Regions from separate parts of the Gossypium arboreum genome. Here region 1 is linked to region 2. The links are chromatin contacts, called in public Hi-C maps. All regions are on one chromosome and are shown on one strand. Each heading gives the region's core, a stretch centred on a gene start, on an enhancer-like site or on the middle of the called end of the contact. The rest is flanking DNA. Distances are from core to core; before and after follow the strand shown.

What was found. Hi-C and Micro-C count contacts between places; a contact is called where the count stands out from the background.
Region 1: a contact with region 2 is called in a Hi-C map of leaf, with 1.7 times the contacts expected there. The contact joins the promoter of LOC108479071 here to the enhancer-like site in region 2. A contact is called at or near these places in 2 of 5 Hi-C or Micro-C datasets (both in leaf).

Annotation. Positions count from the first base shown.
Region 1 is chr12:91,873,113-91,876,479 of ASM2569848v2, reverse strand. It overlaps LOC108479071 (transcription factor MYC2-like), which reads right to left and starts at 2,101. Exons shown (of 1, transcript XM_017781494.2): 1 at 153-2,101. The coding sequence starts at 2,076. The coding sequence ends at 454.
Region 2 is chr12:91,812,723-91,816,153 of ASM2569848v2, reverse strand. No RefSeq gene overlaps it. Among protein-coding and RNA genes, the nearest start is that of LOC108479918, 53 kb to the right of the region's middle. Within about 2 kb of position 1,508, at least 1 of the 2 cell types and tissues checked has an H3K27ac peak or open chromatin away from gene starts, as enhancers often do. A contact at or near this core is called in leaf, where this site is marked.

The DNA of each region.
Region 1 (3,367 bases), core at 852-3,351, 60 kb before region 2:
TTACATTAAAAAAAATAGACAAACTACAATAGAGGTCACCCAATTATAATTATTTTTGTCACCTAACTGTAAAACAATACTAAATGATAACCCAACTATTCAGCTTTATTTTTTTTATCACCAAAATAAAAATAACAAAAAGTCGAATATAGTTGCATGATAAAAAAACAAAATTAAATAGATTTAACGTTTAGTGACAAAAAAAAAAATTTACTTGAGCGCCTAGTAGCCTAAAAAATCACTATTCTTTCCGTACTCTTTCGAGATCAAACATTTCATGGACCTGGGGAACAGCAACAAGAAAACTAAACCGGGGAAAAAAAAGGTTGCTCACTTGCTTGAAATTTTCACCTTAATTACTTGATATTAAAACTCAATGGGAAATCACTTGAAGCAGACACTAAAACAAATAAAAAAAAAATTAAAACAGATATTACATACTAAATAATAATATCACTGATGTAGCCTCCGGAGAAGAGCAGATTTAATAGCTTCTTCACTTGTCAATCCATAAGGGATCTTTGCAATAATGTCTTGGAGCATAAGCTCATTAACACACGACATGCTTGCATGGTGGACTTGAAACTCTAAGTCACGAAGTGCTGACATTAACCTAGCACCAGGATAGTTCACATTCTCTGATTGAACCCTGATGATCGCATCATCGTTTCCCATAACCTTGACATCGAGTTGCAGGTCACTAAACCTAGCAGTTGCAGCCGATGATGAATTGCTAGGCCTGGCTGCTGCTTGTTCCTCGGACGTGGTTGTGCTTTGGTTATCCATGGCGTCAATGGTTTCCACTTTCACTTTCTCGTTACACACTTTCCGAAGCTGTGATTCCAAGTCTTCGATTTTTGACTTTAGCTCGGTTATGTACGTGACGGCATCGGATAACAGCGACGCTTTGTCCATGCGCGACACGTTAGGGACTGCAGCTCGGAGAGCGTAGAACCTATGGTTTAGCTTCTCACGGCGTTGCCTCTCGGCTTCCACGTGGTTCACTGGTGTATCTCGTCGGAGACCAGGTTTCCTTCCACGTTTCTTTGGGGTTCTGATCTTCTCGGTGTTATTCACGGCAAGTAATGCACCATCGGAATCTGAATTCTCTGAGTCCACATAAGAAGATTGCTGCCCTGGCTTTAAATCTTCTATGGTTTTATTATCAGGGCCGCCATTTTCTTCTTCAATGCCGGCTAGTAAGCCGATATCTGGAAAGGAGATAGTCCTCTCAAGGAACTGGGTTGAACCCGAGATTAGGTTTGGATCGAACCTGAACAAGGATTTCACTTGTTGAACAAGTTCCCAGTTTTCCTTAATCATATCCGAAGATCCAAGTTCAAGAACACCACGATTTGTTGGTATGCAAACAAGTGTTCCGATACCATGCAATTGAGCTTCTCGAGCTCTTTCACAATCATTAAACTGCAACTCATGAGCACCAGTTAACCAAACCAAAGAGCCAGTACTAAGAACCTTGCCTAAAACCCCATCACCGACAGAGAAAGATCGAGTCAATGACATCACATAGAACCATTCAGCATCAGTAATATCAGTGCCGTCGACCAACGAACCATTTATATCATGGTTGTCTCCGATGAGTGCTTGAAGTCCTTTCAAAACATTCCTTCGCTCATTATGTAAGCCTTGAATGCTGTACATGTTGTTGTTGTTGTTGTTGGGTGTTGATTTGGGAGATGTGTCTTTGGTTCCTTGAAAATGTCCATCTTCCCAAGCCAAGAACAAACGACCGTGGTCGTCGGTTGACGTCTGCCAAAATATGGCATATGTCCACCATTCTTGATGGCTTTGGACTATGAATTGAAGCCTTTGCTGTAGGGTTGAAGGTGGAGTTTCCTGGGAAAATGAAACTAGTGATGAAGATGAAGATGGAGATATGATTAGTTCTTCCATGGCTGACAAATGAGAAACAAAAGAAAAACGTGTGGACTGAAATGCCAAGGGATGAAAAAAAAGGAGAGAAACGAGGATAAAATGAATACAATGTGGGAATCTAAAAGGCTGACTGGCTGAGAGCCCCTGCAGGAGGTTTTTGTTTTTGTTGTGAAAATACATACAAGTAATGATTATTTTATTCCACATTTATTTGTGGGGGAATGTATTTCACACGTCCCTTCATTATACGGATAAAATCAAATTAGTACATAAATTATTTAATTTGGGTTATACTTGATAAATTGAAATTTTAAGTTTTAAAGAGATAAGTAGTGAAAATTCAGTGTTGAAATTAAGTTATAAAATATATTTGGTATTTTATTTAAAGTTAAATATTAAATATAATTAGATTGTTTGATATAATATAATATAATGCTAAAAAATAAAATAAATTATTGAATTTATTCTCTAGTAATCTACTTATTACTTTCTACATTTTGTAGAGAAATTTTGATCTAGTAGTTTTCATTGTGGGTTATCAAACATATTTTAAAAAATTTAAATACTGAAAATATTAATTTTCGGTTGATTGAATTTTTCAATACTTTATCAAACAGAGCATTAGTCTCAAAGAATTAAATAAGACCAAATTTCAACAGAGTTAACATTTAGTTAGTGTTCGGAAGCCACATAATAATTGGATTTAGGTGTAATTACTTGTAATTACACAATGGTAGCATGTTTGAAAAACCATGTAACTTTCCAATTCTAAGCTAAAGGTGAGAATTGAAGTACACCCGAATCTAATTTAAAAAAAATATTTTATACAAGTGTAAGTTATAAAAACATATTATAAGCATGAATATGTTTTAAGTGTTTGGGATAGTTATAAAAAATTTCTTGTATTGTAAATCCTAAAAATATATTATAAAAATAATCTATTTGTATTTTATAAAGTTATAATAAATATTATATTATTCAAATCTTAAAAATTTCAAAGGTGAAAATGTTTATTATAAAATTAATTTACATGTTATAAAAGTATTATAATATATTCTTAGTCTAAAAATATTATTATAATATATTCATTTATAAAAATTATGGCCAAGAAGTATGGGCATAACTTAATTATGTGTCCATAATATAGATTATAAAAATAATATACTTATTCTTTAAAAAAATCGTTATAGTTATTTATCATAATTTATTTATAAAAAAATAATTTTTTTAAATTATGGTAAAAAATCATATTATTTGTAAGGAAGAGTTATAAAAGTTATTTGACACTTTATATTTTTTTATAAAGGTTATATATTATAAATTTTATATTATTTTTACTTAATTTACGTATTATAAAAAGATTATAACTTATCATAAGTCTTATGATCTATCGTAATTTCATATGTCAAATTAGGCTCTCTCAAATATTTAATGAGCTTGTTCTCAAGTAGTTTACGAGTATTTTTAATGT
Region 2 (3,431 bases), core at 259-2,758:
AAGAAACAAGTCCCAATGACTTGAGGGAAACAACCTAACTACGGGGCCACCAAAAGCTTATTATTTCAATTTGACCTAATCCTACCTAAAAAAATGGTCGAATTTTGGCATCTAGATGAAATTAGAGTTTGAACGAATCTCAATGGTCGGTTGTTCCAAGGTCAAATAGTCGACCACCATTCCAACACTTAAGCCTAAGTCTAAGAATCAAACAGTCGTTGAGGATCTCCTATCGAGATTCCAACGAAAAATTGATCGCGATAGAAAAACTACTAGAAAAGGTAGTACTCAAAGAGACTTTGTCGTTGGTAATTTGTAACATCCAATGGGATAGACTCAAGCTAGAAACGTGACACCAACAACAAATCTACCTAAATAGAGCCTAAAGCTATTAACAAATTGAAAATAAACAAAAACTCTCATAAACATGAGAGCTGAAAAACAAACCAAGCATATACTCTATTTTAAACACCAGCAAAACTTGGGTGGAAATCCGAATAGCGTCGACACAAACATTACCCTTTAGAAAACAAAAGAGAAAAGTACCATACTTAATTATATTGATTTTCTTTAATACATTAGGTTATCCAAAATTTGAACTTTAGACTTTGTGTCAAATAAAATTTGTAAGCAGCATTAGTCCTATAACATACTTATCATGTGAAAAAATAAACAAAATATTAAAAAAGATTTTTTTTAATTAACATTTTTAAAAACTAATAAGATTAAAAATTTTAATGCAATAAGAGAAAATTAATAAAACAAAATATGATGGAGAAAAAAAAAACTAGATAGTTGCTAATATCTATTCATTTATCATTATAGCAAGAGCTAGTTTAGAGGATTTAGTACCAATAAAGGCCCATTTCTGAAATTATTTACAGAAATGGGTCGTTTTTTAAAATAATAATAGGTATGGACCGAAAACCTAAAAATTCAGGGTATAACTCAAAAAAATGCTTCCACATCAGTGCTTTTTTCCTTGTATCCGGCAAAAGCGCACTGATGTGGAAACGCTTTTGGCCGTGTAATCCCCAGTGGGTTATTTGCTAAATATGGCCTAGGTTTAGGGCTTTTGAATTTGATTAGGGTTTAGGAAATTTTAAATTAAGGTATTATGTTTTTAATTGTTTAAGGTTTAGGAAAATTTAAAACATTGTAACAATTGATCTACCGGCTATTATAAAAATTATGAAAATATTAATTAAATTATAAAAATTAAATAAATATTAAATAATATTAAAAAATAAAATTAATCCTTACCATTTACATTTGGTCAACGGAGATATGTTTATCATCGAGACTAATTAATTGTCAAGCCGTTGCTAACACGATCAAATTTATTAAAAATTATAAATAATAATAATAATTCAAAAAAATAAAAAAATTTGAAGAGCTTTTTTGAGAAATTTTAGTGTGAAAAAATATGTTGGGGGTTTATACTTTTTCTTTTTCCTAATCGTTGGAGGCCCAACGGTCAAAATTTTAAACAACTATTGAAGGTCATAATTGAGGAAAATACGGCCAAAAGTGCATCCTCATCAACACTTTTTAGTAAAATATTTTCACGTTAACACACTTTTGTCTAACATAAGAAAAAAGTGCTAATGTAGAAGTACTTTTTTAGGTTATCCCTTGAAATTGCATTCACGTCAACATATTTTTAGATTTTTAATCTATACCCATTATTATTTTTGAAAATGATTAATTTTCATAAATAATTTCGAGAATAAACATTTATTGGTATTAAACCTTACTTTAGATTTTATTATAGTAAATATTATTTTAAAAAATTATTTATGATAATTCAACCATTTAATCGATTAAAAATAGTTGAGGGATTCGATGTATGAAGCCAGACCTTACAAACATCGACAGGTAAGTATATAAATAAGAGTAGTACGTAGGACGTGTCCAAATTCAGACTATTAGAAACGTCATTATTGTGTACCACAACCACGTGAACTGATAACAAGTTGCCCACTCACTAGTCATAGGTGTAGGGTCAGTCCTCTTCCCTTCTTATGCCTTAATTATATATTAACTTTGGTTAAAATACACAATGACTCACTCTACTCTTGACAAATTTAAATTTTAGTTTCTATATTTTTATTTTTATAAATCTAGTTCATTTATTTTGTAAGTTTTAAAATTTAAGTCCAACTGTTAACACTGTTAAAATTATTTTATTATATTAAAGTGCCCAAAATTTTTGGAAATTATTTTTATACCTTTTAATTTTTAAATTTTAATTAAGTTTTTCTTTTTCTTTTTAAAATTATCATTAGTCTCACAAAATTTTTGAAATTTTAGTTAGGCCCCTCAAAACTTAGTCCCAAGATTTGTCGTTGTTTATTTATTTAGTTAAATTGCTACTAAGTGAGTAACTTTTTATTTTAAATTGCCATACCAAACATTTAGCAAAAAAAGTAACAGTGTTAACAATTAGACTTCAATTTTAAATTTAAAAATAAAATAACTAAATTCTTGAAAATAAAAATATAGGGACTAAATTCTAAATTTATGAAGAATATAATAACTTGTGGAATGTTTTAATCATAAAATTTTTCCATTAAATACCATGTTTTACTAATTTAATTTTTGGTCTATTTTATTATGTCCACTTTTATGGTTTGTGCATGCTCCTTTCAATAGATTTAATTTTACTTTAAACTAAATTGTGATGGCTTTTTGAAATGGTAAGGCCTCTTGGGTTTATATAGCATTGTTGATATCAGCATTGTTAGGGTAAAATATATTTTAAGTTTACATTTAGAATTTAGTCTCTCTATTTTTATTTTAAAAATTTAGTTCTTCAATTTTTGAGTTTAAAATATGAGTTTAATTGTTAACATTATTATTTTTAAAAATTTAAGTTTATTACAATGCTATTATTTTAGTTATATAGATACAATACAAGTTAAAAATTAAAAATATCAATAATTAAACTTTAATTTTTAAATTTAAAAGGTAAATAGATTAAACTCTTTAAAATAAAAATATAAAAATTAAATTTTAAATTTTAAATTTATAAAGAGTGTACTACTATTTTAACTTGTATTTACTAGGTGTAGGCGGCTAAATGAAGTGACGTATGTGCTTTACGACTAAATTTGTGGTCTAAATTGAGTGATGATTGGATGGCTAAATAATGAAACATTTGTGTAATCACTTGGCGTCTAGCCTTTTTAATGGGTAAAAGTACGGAGATAATTATAATTTTTATGTATTTTGAAATGTGTAAATTAGTCTTTTATTTAAATTCTTTTATTAAATAATGATGAGAAAAATGCTGAAAATTATTTTTATGGGTAAGCTATAAATATAGTCACCCAACTATGATTTTCGTTCTATTTTAGTCATCCAACTATTTATGTTTTCTATTTAGTCACTAAATTTTTTGAAATTAAATATTTCAGTCACTCTAAGTT